3 separate regions of the Gossypium hirsutum genome follow, and regions 1 and 2 are each linked to region 3. The links are chromatin contacts, called in public Hi-C maps. All regions are on one chromosome and are shown on one strand. The core of a region is the stretch at or near the end of the contact, and the rest is flanking DNA. Distances in the headings are between cores, read along the strand shown.

The links. Hi-C and Micro-C count contacts between places; a contact is called where the count stands out from the background.
Region 1: a Hi-C map of leaf shows a contact between it and region 3, with 5 times the contacts expected there. The contact joins the promoter of LOC107886443 here to the promoter of LOC107886360 in region 3. A contact is called at or near these places in 3 of 34 Hi-C or Micro-C datasets (leaf and seedling).
Region 2: a Hi-C map of leaf shows a contact between it and region 3, with 2.7 times the contacts expected there. The contact joins the promoter of LOC107886295 here to the promoter of LOC107886360 in region 3. A contact is called at or near these places in 2 of 34 Hi-C or Micro-C datasets (both in leaf).

What each region holds. Positions count from the first base shown.
Region 1 is chrA03:90,259,524-90,262,376 of Gossypium_hirsutum_v2.1, forward strand. LOC107886443 (transcription repressor MYB4) reads right to left here and starts at 1,596. Exons shown (of 3, transcript XM_016810400.2): 1 at 1,215-1,596; 2 at 975-1,104. The coding sequence starts at 1,344.
Region 2 is chrA03:89,409,836-89,412,799 of Gossypium_hirsutum_v2.1, forward strand. LOC107886295 (mitogen-activated protein kinase 17-like) reads left to right here and starts at 1,651. Exons shown (of 10, transcript NM_001326724.1): 1 at 1,651-2,056; 2 at 2,146-2,273; 3 at 2,375-2,434; 4 at 2,815-2,964. The coding sequence starts at 1,651. It overlaps LOC121222992 (a long non-coding RNA gene), which reads right to left and starts at 396. Exons shown (of 3, transcript XR_005920344.1): 1 at 260-396.
Region 3 is chrA03:89,907,609-89,910,692 of Gossypium_hirsutum_v2.1, forward strand. LOC107886360 (chaperone protein DnaJ) reads right to left here and starts at 1,526. Exons shown (of 5, transcript XM_016810285.2): 1 at 1,178-1,526; 2 at 957-1,044; 3 at 776-846; 4 at 616-672; 5 at 1-151. The coding sequence starts at 1,378.

The DNA of each region.
Region 1 (2,853 bases), core at 346-2,845, 350 kb after region 3:
ATAAATTGATAAGGTTCATTACACCAAATTATTAGAATTAAAACTACGTATAATTTATATTATTAATTATTAAGTTTGGTTAATTCAGTTAATTCAATTAATTACCCGATTTCGAACAAATTAATCGATAACCAAACTTTCAAAAAATCATTAACTGGCCTGCAACCGATTAATCGAATTAAATCAATTCAATAAATTAATTCGATTTTAACTGAAATTTAAAAACACTTAATACTAATTAAATTAAAACTTAAGCCACGATAATCATCTACCAAAACATTGTTGATAAATGATAATACATGGCGACTCATAAATACTTTCTGAGTTTCCCTTTTTATTAGAAGCCTTGTACTTCCATTTCAAGTCTATAAGCCACATGTGGCAAAGATTTTCATTTTGATGTTTTGGATGAGGTTAATTCTAGAGATATAGAATCTTAATTTCTCTCATAAAAAGTAAAACTTCTATAATTACTAATAATAATGTATAAAAATAATTTAATTTTACATATTTTCATGATTTGCTTATCTAAATTAGATATATATTTTAATTGGTCAAACACATAGCGAACTCTCATTATAATAATTACCCTCTATAATAACATTTCATTAATAAAATTAACCAAATTTTTATGTTTTATAAATTTTTTTTATTTATAATACTCTCTATTAAACTAATTCTTTTCTTAAATTTTAATGAAATCAATTTTATTCTTAAGTGAAATAAAAATCATAAATTTTAATTAAAGATATTATTTTAATAATTTTTTTAAGAAAACTATTTTTAATAAATAAAATTAATTTTTTAAAATTTTAATAAAGATAATCTAATCTTACTAATTAATAATATTATTAACATATTATAGTTTTTTCAAAAAACAAATATAATTTAAATATTGAATTATTATGTTATCTTGTGTCTATAAAAAACAAAATTTTGTCAGTATGTAAAAGATATAGAGAGAGAATTGGTACCGGTTGCCTAAGAGTGCATGAAGCTTGATAATAAGATCCTCTTCATCTTCAGTAAAGTTGCCTCTTTTAAGGTCAGGCCTTAGATAATTTATCCATCTCAGCCTACAACTTTTACCGCATCGAAGGAGCCCTAAACCATTTTTTATAGGAAAGAAGAAGGAATAATACACAATTAGCATCCCTTGACATTAAAAGGAAAATATTGATGATTAAAATGATGATGCATATAAGATAAGAAACCTGCAGCCTGAGGGAGAGTACGCCAGCAACCTTCGCCATGAATTCGAATGTAATTGATGAGCTTCTCATCTTCTTGCTTAGACCATGCCCCTTTATTTGTGTCTTGCTTATCACAGCAAGGCTTCCTCATTCTCTCCTCACTAATTTAACCCTAAAATCTCAGATGATATTAGAAGTGAAAGAGCGCCAAGGCAACAAAAGAGGGGGATTCTTGGGTATATATTAAGGGTTGTTTAGCGACACAGAATTATAAGATAAAAGAGAAATGGAGAAAGAGGGAGAAGGTGTGGGGGTGGGGGGGGGGGTTGTGTTGACTGGTGGTTTGGTCATGCATGTTTCCATGTTTCTTCTCAACTTCTAAGTTTTAAGGGACGAAATTTCAATTACAAAACCAAAAGAAAGGCTAGTAAAAGTTTGACAATTTTTTTTGTCACTTTTCTGGTAGTTGCTTTGGGACTAGATCAAAATCCAAAATATCAAATATTTTACTTCATTTCTCAGCTTTTCCATTCATAAAATAAAATAAAAATTGCTATTATTCAAAATTTAAACCGAGCGAAAGTTTTATTTTTTTTTTTAGTTTATAATTTTTTTATAATATAAAGAATAAACATTTTACATAAATTAGTAACAATAACTAGTCGGTTAATCAAAAATCGATGATCCCACTAGTTTGACCATTATTGTATAATGGAAAATAAAACAAATCAAAAACAAGAAAATAATTGATGGTTTAACTATTTAATTAATTTTTATTTTTATTTAATTATTATTGAATAAGGAATTGACCGATTAAATCAACAAGGTTCTTACATTATAATAAAAATGAAATTTTTTTTTTAAAAAAAACCAATGAATGAAATGAATTTGAACCAATAAAATGTGTTTCCATTACTTTTAATACTTAAATGCGATTGTTTAAATTAAAATATTGTAAGATTTAAAATTTATCGAAATGATCAAAACATTAAGTTCTATTAATTGAGTCTTAGCTTAATTAGTACTAACATTATTGTTAGATTCGAACATATTAAAACACATTTATTTTTAAATTTAAAAATTAAAAAAATATTATAAATAATTTTAAATATTATATATATAAAAGGAATTCATTATCAGCCTAATTGTATTAAGCAATTGGGTTCCAGCAACCGCTACCCCAACTTCCATCCCATCCTATATTTCTCTTTATTGGTTTCGGCTTCAAAAATAATAATTGTCTGTACATTTACATGTATGTATGTATAGAGAGAGTTGATTGGTTAATTTATTTAGTGAATACCCAGTAGCAGAAGAAGAAATGGGAGTTAGCACTTGGCACCTTCACATGTTACGTAGGTTGACTGATAGTTTTTTTTAGCTATTTCTCAACAACAATGGCAGACCATCTTAACAAACAGTCTCTCTTTTCATCATTATAAAATCTATAATTTTTTTTTAAATAATTTATTTTGCATACAAGTCTATAGTACAATATTTGGGGCAATCCAATTAAAGTATGATACTCATCCCTAGGAACTGATTTGTAGATATAAGGCATTAACTGACAAAATATTTCATCTGATTCTTATCAAATCATCAACCTTCATTCTTTCTGATAAGATATTCCTTCCCTTTTTTTCTTAAACTAAGATCTTGA
Region 2 (2,964 bases), core at 401-2,900, 500 kb before region 3:
ATTAAGATCAAATTTATAGAAAATATAAAAAATGAGGACTATTAATATTATTATATTAAGTAAAAAAGTGTCACACTTAGCAGTCAGATTAGAGGAAAAATAATTTTAAAAACTTAAAAATAATCAAATTGAAATTTTCTTACTAACTAATAAGTTTTTCCCTTAAAGATGTTGACTATTTTCTTGGCCCCAAAAGAAAAGAAAAGAAATCTAAATTGATATATAAGAAATTTCCAATTTCATAGACGAATGATGTTACCTTACGTAACACAGACGACAAAGTTACTCCCTCAAATTGCAGTGCAAGACATTGAACTCCAAATGTATTTTGCGTACGTGGCACCACCTCCTTCATTATCATCCCCAATACGAAATTTGGCCATGTTAATAAAACCATAAATATAGGGCGTGCGGAAGGTGAAGGGAGGGAAGGGAGAAGCGACGGAGCTCAACCCTAAATCACCCTTTCACCGCACGAGTTTCATCCACTCAGCGATTCGCAGCCTCCGCGTCAAAATCTCAACTCAACTTGCCTTGCTTTGCTTTCCCCTTCTGATAAATTTCATTCTAATTATTAATATTACAACTTAATAGCAATCCTACTTACTATCATCTATGGCCGATGCCTGAAACGACATCACCTCACCTCTTCCCCGATCCTCTCTCTTTATAGCTCCGGAAACGTGGGGATAAGATAAGGTTCGAATTTCGATCAAGTCCTTTTTTCAGATGAATATGCCTTTTTTTATTACAAAAGAAAAATATGATGATTTTTTTAAAAAAATTCGGTATTTTATCAAATTTATATTTGTGACATAAATAGTAATGATGACCTTTCTGACAGCAGTTCTGTTTTGACATATTCAAGTTTTTGTCAGCATCCTACTTGATACGGGGTATTATATATACGTATAAATATACGTTTACGTTACACTGTATTTTCATACGTAGAAGGTGTTGCAGGTGTTATTTGAGCAGTTCATATCTTGTCTCCGCGTTTATTTGAAGGAAGCTCTTCTCTCATCACTCATCAATATTCAAGCTTCTGCTTTGGCCTCTTTTGCCGACAAAAAAAAAAAGAGTAATTTCTCTTTTTGCTCCTTAATCAGTTAAAGTATCTGTTTTTCTTTTAAATGAGACTTTTTTTTTTCTTTTTCTGCGGTTTGAATGTCTGTTAGATGTGTGATATTGAAGCTTGAAAGTTTCCTCATAGAATGAAAATTTTAGCTTTTACGATGAAAATGACTGAAAAACAAAAGGGGATTTATTTATAAGTTTATTGGGTTGAATTTCTTTTATTGAGTTTTAATGATAGTTAGTATTCGTCTGCATAAAGCTTTTTCTTTTCTCCTCTTAGCTATTTTCTTGGAGATTCTTATTAGTCTTGAACATTCAACAAAGGGTGACAGTTATTCTTATATTTAGAAAATATTTTGAACATAAATCTGTAGTTAGATCCATTTGGCTCTATATAGAAATCTACCAAATCAATGGCTTTGAGTTAATCATAACATTCATATTATATGATAGGTGGTTTGATATGCTTCTCTTGTATAACTTTTAAGTACACTGTGAGAATGCTTAGGAGTAAGTTTTTTCATGTTACTTTCTTTCAGATTGAATCTAATGGTTATTTGTTTTAATCAGAAAATGTTTGGCAAAGACTTTTTCACCGAATATGGCGAAGCAAGTCAATATGAAATAAAGGAAGTAGTAGGCACAGGAAGTTATGGTGTGGTTGCCTCTGCAATTGATACTCACACTGGAGAGAAGGTAGCTATTAAGAAGATAGCCAATATCTTTGAGCACACATCTGAAGCCACACGTATTCTGAGAGAGATCAAACTTCTACGGCTGCTGCGTCACCCTGACATAGTTCAGATAAAACACATAATGCTTCCTCCATGTCAAAGAGAATTCAAAGACATATTTGTTGTTTTTGAGTTGATGGAATCTGATCTTCACCATGTTATAAAAATCAATGATGATCTAACCCCTGAGCATCATCAGTTTTTCTTATACCAGCTTCTTCGGGGTCTGAAATACATTCACACAGGTTGCCTTCTTTTACATCTCAATTGTTGTACCAATTTGTGATTATAAATGACCCACTTTTTATTAATCTTTTCCTTTCAATTTTTTCAGCACATGTTTTCCATAGAGATTTAAAGCCAAAAAATATACTTGCTAATGCGGATTGCAAACTGAAACTTTGTGATTTTGGACTCGCTCGGGTGTCATTTACGGACGTTCCTTCTGCTATTTTTTGGACTGTTAGTGCTTCTTTCTTGCTTCTGACTGCTTTGCTATTCATAACTATTGTGTGTACCATGTTTGCTGTTTTCACTATCTGATCATCATTTAATCTGTTAAGGATTATGTGGCAACTCGATGGTATCGTGCTCCTGAACTGTGCGGTTCATTTTACTCCAACGTATGTACTGTTGTTTTCCTTTTCTTCAATTGTTTTAATATAGGAATTGTTAGTCAGATGTATAATTAATTTTCAGTTGTCCTCTTTTAGTCTTTTTAGGGATTTTTGTGTTAATAGGCAACGACAAAAACTATATATTTTAGTTTTCTTCTTGTGTCATGCTTGCTACCCTGCTTGAGGAGGTAAAATGGCCGGTTCTTGAGTAAGAAAGAAGCTTCCTTGCATATACTTTGTGAATTGAAGAATGTCTAGATATATCATATACATGTCATACGCATACACTGCTAGTAGAAATTATATTCTATTCAGGTGAACCAAATTGAGCAAAACTTCTCTAGGAACTTTGTTTAATTGATTTTTAAACCCAATTATTTGTGCAGTACACCCCTGCGGTCGATATTTGGAGTGTAGGATGCATATTTGCTGAGTTGATCACTGGAAAACCATTGTTTCCAGGGAAGAATGTGGTGGACCAATTGGATCTTGTGACCGATTTGCTTGGCACTCCCTCTGCTGAAACAATTGCAAGG
Region 3 (3,084 bases), core at 276-2,775:
CGGGTCTATCACTCATTCCACTTGAATCCCATTTTGTCCTCTTTGAGCTCCCACCCTCTTCAATCGGCCCACAGAACCATGACGGTGATTCAAATCCTTGTGCCATATCCCATAGCATTTTCTGCAACTCCTCCAGGCTGCAAACTTTCTCCTGTTACCACAAATTATAGGAAACAATGTTAACAGTTTCACGAATAAATCCTAATTGCATTGTATTTGGTTGTCACCTGAAATATTAAGGAGCAGTTCCCACAACAAACAAATACAACTTTGAAAAGCTAGTCTTTCTATGCCACCAGCTCCCCTCATGGTCATTGTTCGCGCTTGAAACATTATGTCAAGCAACAATCAAGGCCTTGGTGATGGGGGGTACAAATATCATCATTTGTAACGATGTTATACCATATCATGCAAAAAAAGAACCTTAAAATGTAACATGATTTATACTTTTAATGATTTTTCATCTTTTGGATCAAATCAATCAGGTTCCTTCTCCTCAATATACAAACACTTAGAAAACAAGATCTAATTTTGGTAGTAATGTAACATGATAACATTTTCTACTGCCATTTTGAAAGAGAATTGAGTATTTAAAATGTAGGACAAATGTATTACCTCTTTCCTCGTTTGAGACATGAGAGAGATCATTTCCGCCATAAAATCAGAAAAACCCTGTAAAAAGAAAACCCCAATGTTTCATTCAACTGTTACCAAACTACTGAAGGGAAAAGAAATTAAAGGAAATACCAACTTTTCTGAAAAAAAAAAAACCCACCTCATCCTCTTCATCTTCAGGATCATATAACCCAGCATCGTACAGAGTTCTCTTCCTCTGGTCTGATAAAACTACCAACACAAACAAACTGTAATTAAACCAAGGCAATATAAAACAAAAAAACGTAACCACTAGGGCAAATTCATTAAACTGGAACGTTGGGGCATGACGACTTACTTACCCGAATAGGCTTCTTGAATTTGCTGGAATTTATGCTTAGCTTCACTCAATAGAGAGGGTGTTCTCGTCCACCTATCTGGATGCCATTGCTGCTCCTCACATTCACAGAACAAACAAACCATAAGTTGAGGTTCTTCAAACTTCTTATACAACTGCACGGATGCTATATAAAAAAAAAACCCAGAGATCATTGGTTCAATGTTGAAAAAGGAAAAAGCTTACCATTGCAAGCTTTCGATAAGCACGCTTGATATCTTGAATAGAAGCATCAACCTTGACCCCCAGAACATTATAATAAGAAGGTAAAGCAGGTTCACCCTCCATCATCACCGACTCAACTTTTTTTTCCCAACAGAAAAACAACCAGATATTTAAGAACGAGTGCTGAAAACTTAAAACCGATGATGGTGTTAATCCAAGCATGAAAAGGATTGAACATGAAATATATATAAAGAAAATGGAACGTGGAGGAAGAAAATATCTGGGGAATTTGTTTGATTGATTTGAATCGGGAATGTTCGGGAACTAATGTGTTGTTTCATTATGGCGACAAACATGTGGATATATATGCAAAGAGAAGATATTTTGTGCAAAAGATCGGAGATATTTTTGAAAGGTAAAGCTCGCTTTTTAGGCTTCTATATTTCTCTTAGCCTGACGTGACAGTTTTAACCAACACTTGTGATGCTGACACCTGTAAATCTTATAATCTGGACTTTTTTCTATTAATAGGATTAATTTAAAGGTTAAAAGGTATCAGAAGCTCATCTATTCTTTCCGTAATTAATATGAGTTTCAGTGATTAATTTTTTATTTTCTTTTAAGAATTTTTTTTAGATTTTAAAATAGAAGAATATATATTTTAACTTCTAAACTTATTTGTATTTAGTTGGGTCCTAATTTTTTAACCTGAATGGCCCTGAACTTATATTTCCAAATTAACATTGTGCTATTATGGCATTGATAGCTAATCTAATAGTGTCAAATGACTACCTCTCAGTACACCACATGACAAACATAAATTAAAATTTTAAAAATATATAAATTAATTAAAAAGAGTATTTTTTTTCACATCAAAAGAGTATAAATGACTACCTATACATCTTGTGAGTTGTATTGATACAAGTCGATCTGCAATGCTTCCAACGGCTAGAAATTTCCCCAATGGCTATAAATGATCACAAATTTTTGCCTTATTATATATACACATTAAGAACACTTCAAGACTTAAGAGATGAACATCCGAGCATATAAATCAAGAGAAAAACTTTCAATTCTTTATTTTTTTTCATTTTCTCTTGCACGTATCTCTTAGTTGCTTATTGTTATATCTATTTATCATTCTTATTTTCTTTCTTTGAGAGAGAGCTAACACTTGTAAACACACACCTTTGAGAGGCTTTCATTGTTTACATCATTCATCTTTGTTGTAAAGAGCTACTTAAGGCTTTTAAGTTACAAAAACTTAAGTGATTTGTAAAGGGTTTCTATTTGAGCCATTAAAACTAGAGTGTTTCAGTTTAGCCATGAAAACTAGGGGAAGGTTCTATCTTAACATTTGTAAAAGATAGAGATTGTAAAGGTCATGCATTTTCCTTAAAAAGTAGCAATTCTTATTGTGACAGCCCAAAATTGACCCTAGTCGGGAAGTGGTTTCGGGACCACAAAACCGAGTCATAAAAATAATTGATTTCCATATTCTATGCTTATTATGTGTGTACATGATATGTGGAAGTTTCATTCTCCAATTTTGCCAATTGCATGAGAAATTATTAAATAGGGATTGATATGAGACATGGTGAAAATATGATAGGCTAATTTAAAATGGTCTATTAATGCATGTTGTGAAAATGATGGGTTTGCATGTCAAATTACCCAAAATTTGAGCTAGTGGTTGGCCATGCTATGGGTGGAAACATGTTGGGAACATGTTGGCCTAGTGAGGTATGTAGGAAAAAAATAAAATAAGGGGCATGGGCATAAAATAATAAAAAGGAGTATGATGAATACAAAAAAAAAATGTGTGTAGTTGTTTTCCCCCCTCCCCATTGCCGTGAGCTAAAGAAAGGAAAAGAAAAACTTGTTCATCCTTTTTCATCCTCTTTTGACCGAAAATTCTAAGGAAGGAG